Regions from separate parts of the Mus musculus genome. Here region 2 is linked to region 1. The links are chromatin contacts, called in public Hi-C maps. All regions are on one chromosome and are shown on one strand. Each heading gives the region's core, a stretch centred on a gene start, on an enhancer-like site or on the middle of the called end of the contact. The rest is flanking DNA. Distances are from core to core; before and after follow the strand shown. Region 1 has its middle 64 kb from the start of Gm41042. Region 2 overlaps Gm41042 (a long non-coding RNA gene).

Region 1 (3,025 bases), core at 379-2,878:
AAGGAAGTCATTCATAGCTCTGTCACATATTTGGTATATGTTCTAGATAAAAAAAAGTACCTATCTGTCCATAAATAATTTCCATCTATAGTAGTGAGTATGCTCTAGTTATTTATCTGCAACAAATATTTTCTTCAGTTGTTAATAAGAGGGGGAATATTTCTGGCTCAGGAACTATGGGCCCACATCCTATTTTATTATATCCACCCTTAATTTTTCGTGTTTTGAGTCTGTCTAATACTCTGCTGTTTTAGACAATATTTTAAAGGACATACTGTCCACAATTTTGTTTGTTGGGGAGAATTCTCATGCCAGCGTTCCAGAGGCTCTCTGATTATTGCTGGACAGGGAGCAGAAACGAAGCAAAGGGAAGGGCTGTGTGGACCATGCTGGGGACCAGGCATAGCACAAGGCTTGAGCAGATGCTGTCAGCCTTACGGAGTGTTAAGTAAGCATGAGTTCTTGTGAGATGGGTGAACAAATAGATCTGGAGACGCTAAGGAAAACAATTTAGTACTTCAAAAAGAAGGCTTTTGGGGATCCCTCGAATCCTGGATCTGTATTTCACAGCAACGTTTTTTTCCCTTTCAGCCACAGTGATCACTAAAACAGAGACCTGTGACTCACAGGCCCAGGTATTTTAATACTCGGATTCCATTTGGTGGCATTGCTTGGCGAGGTTACTGAGCCCTTAAGAGGCGGAGCCTTACTGGAGGATGTATAGCAACCACCACGGGGTAGAGTGGGGCAGGGGAGGGCTCTGAGAGTTTATAGCGTCACCCATTCCCAGTTTGCTGTTTCTGCTTCCTGCCACCATTTTCTATTGTTGCCCTGTCTCCCTACCGTACCACCCAAATGGACTCTCCTCTGCAAAACTGTAAGCCAACATAAACTGTTTCTTCTATAAACAAACAAGCAAAGATATAAAAACTAAAAAATGCTACAAAAAAAGAGGACCAAAGTAGATGAATGGCACATTAACTCTTCTTTCCCAGTAGTTGGGATGGGACCCAACCTTTCATGTGCATGTTAGACATCTCCTCGACCACTGAGCCACATCCCAGTCCTGAATCCCTTCATAATACATTATGCCCTTTCTTGTTTTCTATCAACTAATTAAGGAACTATTTAATTAATTAACTTTACATCTCAGCCACAGCTTCCCCTCCGTCCTCTCCTCTCAGTCCCTTCCTCTCCCCTCCCCCTCTTTCCACGCATACTCTCTAACCAGAGAGCATGGTTCAGTCTCAGTGAACCCTTATGGGCCCAGGTTAGTTGATTCTTAGGTTTTCTTGTGTTGACCTTGACCTCTCTGGCTCCTCCAACCCTTCCAACCCTTCTTCTGCAGGATTCTCCAAGCTCCACTTAAGGTTTGGCTGTGCTTCTCTGCATCTGTTTCCCCCACATTATGCCCTTTTCATATGTGTGGAATTGTCTTTATCTCTACACTGTGTCAACTCTGGATGAACTCTCTAATTTGTCAGCGTGTACTCTGGTGGTCTTCCTTATCTTCTGGAGGAACAGGCTTGAAGGAAGGAGGCAAATGCTTGAGAAACCGAAACAGACCGGCAGCCAGGGGAGAAGATAAATCACGAAAGCCTTACTCTGCATGAGTCATCATCAGTGTGGCAGAATCTGGTTAGGAAAGCAGAGGGCACAGACGCTGGTGGAAATGAATTTCCGTTATAACTGTGAGCGACATAGACGTTTCAATGCCAGCAAGAGTAGGATTTGACTATCTAGAAAGCTGGGCTTTCCTGTAAGGATTCTAGATGCTTAAAGGATGCCAGGTAGTTGGAACTGTTGCCTTTGCCCTGGGTATAGAAATGAGACCATTAAACGCATGGTGAAGCATGGGATGCTGGTTCCCTTCCCACAGAAGGCAGGCACATGACTGAGCTATGTGGGAAGGGGATGGAAAAGAAGGGAAGGTAAGCAATTGTAAAAATTATGCAATTTTAAGTGACGTGCAGGCATGTCGGGCTCTGGGTTCAGAGTGGACGCTGTGTATGTAGAATCTGAGGGAACTGTTTCCTTTTTTTTTTTTTTTAAATATTTTTATTACATATTTTCCTCAATTACATTTCCAATGCTATCCCAAAAGTCCCCCATACCGTCCCCCCACTTCCCTACCCACCCACTCCCATTTTTTGGCCCTGGCGTTCCCCTGTACTGGGGCATATAAAGTTTGCTTGTTCAATGGGCCTCTCTTTCCAGTGATGGCCGACTAGGCCATCTTTTGATACATATGCAGCTAGAGTCAAGAGCTCAAGGTTACTGGTTAGTTCATAATGTTGTTCCACCTATAGGGTTGCAGATCCCTTTAGCTCCTTGGGTACTTTCTCTAGCTCCTCCATTGGGGGCCCTGTGATCCATCCAATAGCTGACTGTGAGCATCCACTTCTGTGTTTGCTAGGCCCCGGCATAGTCTCACAAGAGACAGCTACATCTGGGTCCTTTCGATAAAATCTTGCTAGTGTATGCAATGGTATCAGCGTTTGGAAGCTGATTATGGGGTGGATCCCTGGATATGGCAGTCTCTAGATGGTCCATCCTTTCATCTCAGCTCCAAACTTTGTCTCTGTAATTCCTTCCATGGGTGTCAACCACTCTGGAAATCAGTCTGGCGGTTCCTCAGAAAATTGGACATAGTACTACCGGAGGATCCAGCAATACCTCTCCTGGGCATATATCCAGAAGATGTCCCAACCGGTAAGAAGGACACATGCTCCACTATGTTCATAGCAGCCTTATTTATTTATTTATTTATTTTCCATTTTTATTAGGTATTTAACTCATTTACATTTCCAATGCTATACCAAAAGTCCCCCATATCCACCCACCCCCACTCCCCTGCCCACCCACTCCCCCTTTTTGGCCCTGGTGTTCCCCTGTACTGGGGCATATAAAGTTTGCAAGTCCAATGGGCCTCTCTTTCCAGTGATGGCCGACTAGGCCATCTTTTGATATATATGCAGCTAGAGTCAAGAGCTCCGGGGTACTGGTGAGTTCATAATGTTGTTCC
Region 2 (3,025 bases), core at 199-2,698, 130 kb after region 1:
GGCAGGATCTGAATCCCACATTGATATTCTCTGAGTCTCTAAGGGAATCCAGTGAGGACAGTGTCCAGGGTCACCTAGCTTGCGTTTCTAGTGTAGACCGGTTGTTCTTGAGTGTCAGTTTCTCTTCAGTGCTAAAAGTGAAGAATTTAACTCCATTACTCTGCTGCTCTGTTTGACAGATGCCGGTTTAGGAGTTGGGGGTATCTGTGGTTGTGGGTGGCACAGGCTGCTCGGGAAGGGGAAGGGCAGGCCTTCGCCTTTCTTACCCATTATCGCATCTCCAATGCCATGAAGAATGGCTGATCCCTGGCAGGTGTTATTTCTTAAAATGACCTGAGCTCAGAGAAAGAAAATGGTCTCACATTAACATTTGAGTTACGAGGCTTTAGGAAAAGGCTCATAGAGAAGAAATGCATTATCTTAAAATTAGGCTCCCTGCAACCCCTGCAGTACTATGTATAGGCAATAAAAATAAAACGTGTTTATAGCTCTTTCAATAGCTTACTCTGGACTAAAGCTGCATGCACTTTCGCTGGGAGACGGGCTGTGTCACCCTGGGAGGGAAGAATAACATTGATGTGTGGACTGTTTTCCCTGGTAATGCCGAGGAGGACCCACAACCAATAAAAGAGCTTTGGAGACAGCTGCCGGGGAGATGTATAGCCCCTGATCTCCCTGGGATTCCATATTTGAAAAACAAAACAAAAACAAGAACAAACAAACAAAAAAAAACCCTTGGCCAACGAAAACATGAAAACGCCCAGCCTCTCTCAGGGGACGCTGCTGTGAAGCTCTAATGAGCTCCCTAGGTGAACCGGGCTTGCGATTTATTTATTTATTTATTTATTTTAATAAGGACCTGTTTGACTTTCGCAGATATCTGGTTAGACCTTGATTGACTGTCAAGCTTTTTAAGGAGCATTGATTTTTTTTTTTTTTAAACCGCTGCTACATTGGGATGATGAGGTCATTGTGTTTTGCCATGTTATTGAAATTCTCATTAGAGAAGCTTGGAGGTTGTAATAAGTCCGTCTAGGCCCTTACTCTCTGTTTGTGCTAAGATCGAAAGGCTGGAAACACTGAACTATGTTGAGATGACAAAGGCAAAATGTACAAGAAACCAAAGGAGTTCAAGCAGCAGCAACACAAAACCCACAAACCATACAACAACAACAACAACAACAACAACACAAACAAAAACCAAAACCTCTTTTCTTCTCTAATGGTTAGGGGAAATTTTAGAATTTTCAGGATTTTAGAAAATGGTAGCTACTGATCAGAGCTTATCATGTCTTCTAAGTAGCAGCTTCCACTGCTGAGCCGAGTCTCATGGAGACCAGGATCTGTTACAGGTCTTATCCCAAGTGCACTTTCCTTGTGCTCACTATACCTCTGCAAGGTCAGCACCCTTATCCTTCTTTTATGAGTGAGCAAACTGACTCTCACAGAGGTAGGCTCACCTGTTTGAGCCTGTTTAAGGGGCCAGTGGATGTGGTAGGTTTCAACCAGGCTATGTCTGATTCTAGAGTCCACAGTTGAAATTGGTAATTGTATACGGTGGCTGTGTGAGCCAACTAAAGTCCCCACTGTGGAAGGCCACAGCATACATGATAAACCACCTCTCTCCAGAACAGAGTCCTAGAGAAAATGGCAAACAACTCAGAGCCTTTGGATATATCATCTTGACCTTCCTCATCTGCAGAAAACAACCACCCGAGTCCCCCTTCCACTTGAGTGAGGCTGTCTGTGCCCAGGGAAGGGCTGGAGAGGTCTGTGCACAGGGCTGGATTCCTCCAGCTACCATCGATTGATCAGCAGTGGCCAGAAGCTTTAATCCTGTTAGAGTCTGCAAAGCCGGTTTTCCATCTCTGGCGCCTGACTCAGGTTTCAGAGCAAGGGGAAAATGTATGACATCATCCCTGCTCGCATCTGTGCTGGGTGGCTAATGAAATTACGCGATGGGTTTGAAGACTATTAAAGTCAATGTTGATTCTTCTTATTATTAAGAGTACTTTCAAATTTACTGCACCACGAGGCAGTTTTGAAAGCATCATTTTTCATAGGTGTGTTCATTGCTCTGGATTTTAGTGCCCATCTCCGTGGGATATTGGGAATGAGGGCAGCACAGAGAATCAATTCTGAAATCTGCAGGATGAAAGTGCCTATAGTTTATCTGCTGGAGGGAGGAAAAGATTCTAGGATTTCTCCATAATGAGGCATTATGATGGCCCTGCATTAAAAAAAAAAAGAAGCCACAAAATGTGTTTGCCAAAGAAATGTGAACTACCATTGTTGCCCTGAACAACAGTTAATAGTGTGCAAATTAAGTAGTGCACAAAAGAGAGATGAGTTCAGGCACTGAGCAGACACACTGAGCTGGCCTTAGGGTAGCTTTCCACTGGGGAAGGACCATGCTTACCTTGTTCATCAGCTATCGTCCAGGCCCAGGTTAATGGGAAATGCTCAGAAAACATTCTTTTAAATACACACACACACACACACACACACACACACACACACACACACGGTGTTAAGTTTGTGTCTTATTTGCACAACTCACTAGATTTGTATACATACAAACAGCAATATACACACAGTGAGTTGTCATCCAAATAAAGATGGATACCACTTCTCACACTCTTTTTTTTTCTTTTTCATTTATTATTATTATTCTTTAAAATTTTTTTATGTATTCACTTTACATTCCACTCACTGCCCCTCCCATAGCCCTTCCCCTCCTCACTACCTTCTTCTTTGAGAAGGGGGAGCTAGGTATCTCCCTACTCTGGCACATCACCTCTCTGCAAGACTAGGCATACCCTCTCAGTGGGCATATCTGTGGAGAGCCGTGCCGTGAGCAATCACCATTATAAGATGGCACTGGCTCCCACTGCGCCTAACTAGTAAATAAGCCTATGCGCAAGTGCAAGAGTAAATTCACGCCCAGTCACTGCCCATCTCGGGGTGTAGTAATGGGGTGATGGGCGAGCAACTAATCAGGTGCTGTCACGCCACATCAGGTGCT

The links. A called contact is a pair of places that touch in the nucleus more often than the background predicts.
Region 2: a Hi-C map of the N1E-115 cell line shows a contact between it and region 1, with 5 times the contacts expected there. The contact joins two enhancer-like sites. A contact is called at or near these places in 2 of 39 promoter capture datasets (hippocampal neurons and liver) and 2 of 484 Hi-C or Micro-C datasets (the N1E-115 cell line and nephron progenitors).

Annotation. Positions count from the first base shown.
Region 1 is chr13:100,931,888-100,934,912 of GRCm38.p6, forward strand. No RefSeq gene overlaps it. Among named protein-coding and RNA genes, the nearest start is that of Gm41042, 64 kb to the right of the region's middle. Within about 2 kb of position 1,629, at least 5 of the 459 cell types and tissues checked have an H3K27ac peak or open chromatin away from gene starts, as enhancers often do. A contact at or near this core is called in the N1E-115 cell line, where this site is marked.
Region 2 is chr13:101,060,928-101,063,952 of GRCm38.p6, forward strand. All of the region lies in intron 2 of Gm41042 (a long non-coding RNA gene), which reads left to right. Among named protein-coding and RNA genes, the nearest start is that of Gm41042, 65 kb to the left of the region's middle. Within about 2 kb of position 1,449, at least 24 of the 459 cell types and tissues checked have an H3K27ac peak or open chromatin away from gene starts, as enhancers often do. A contact at or near this core is called in the N1E-115 cell line, where this site is marked.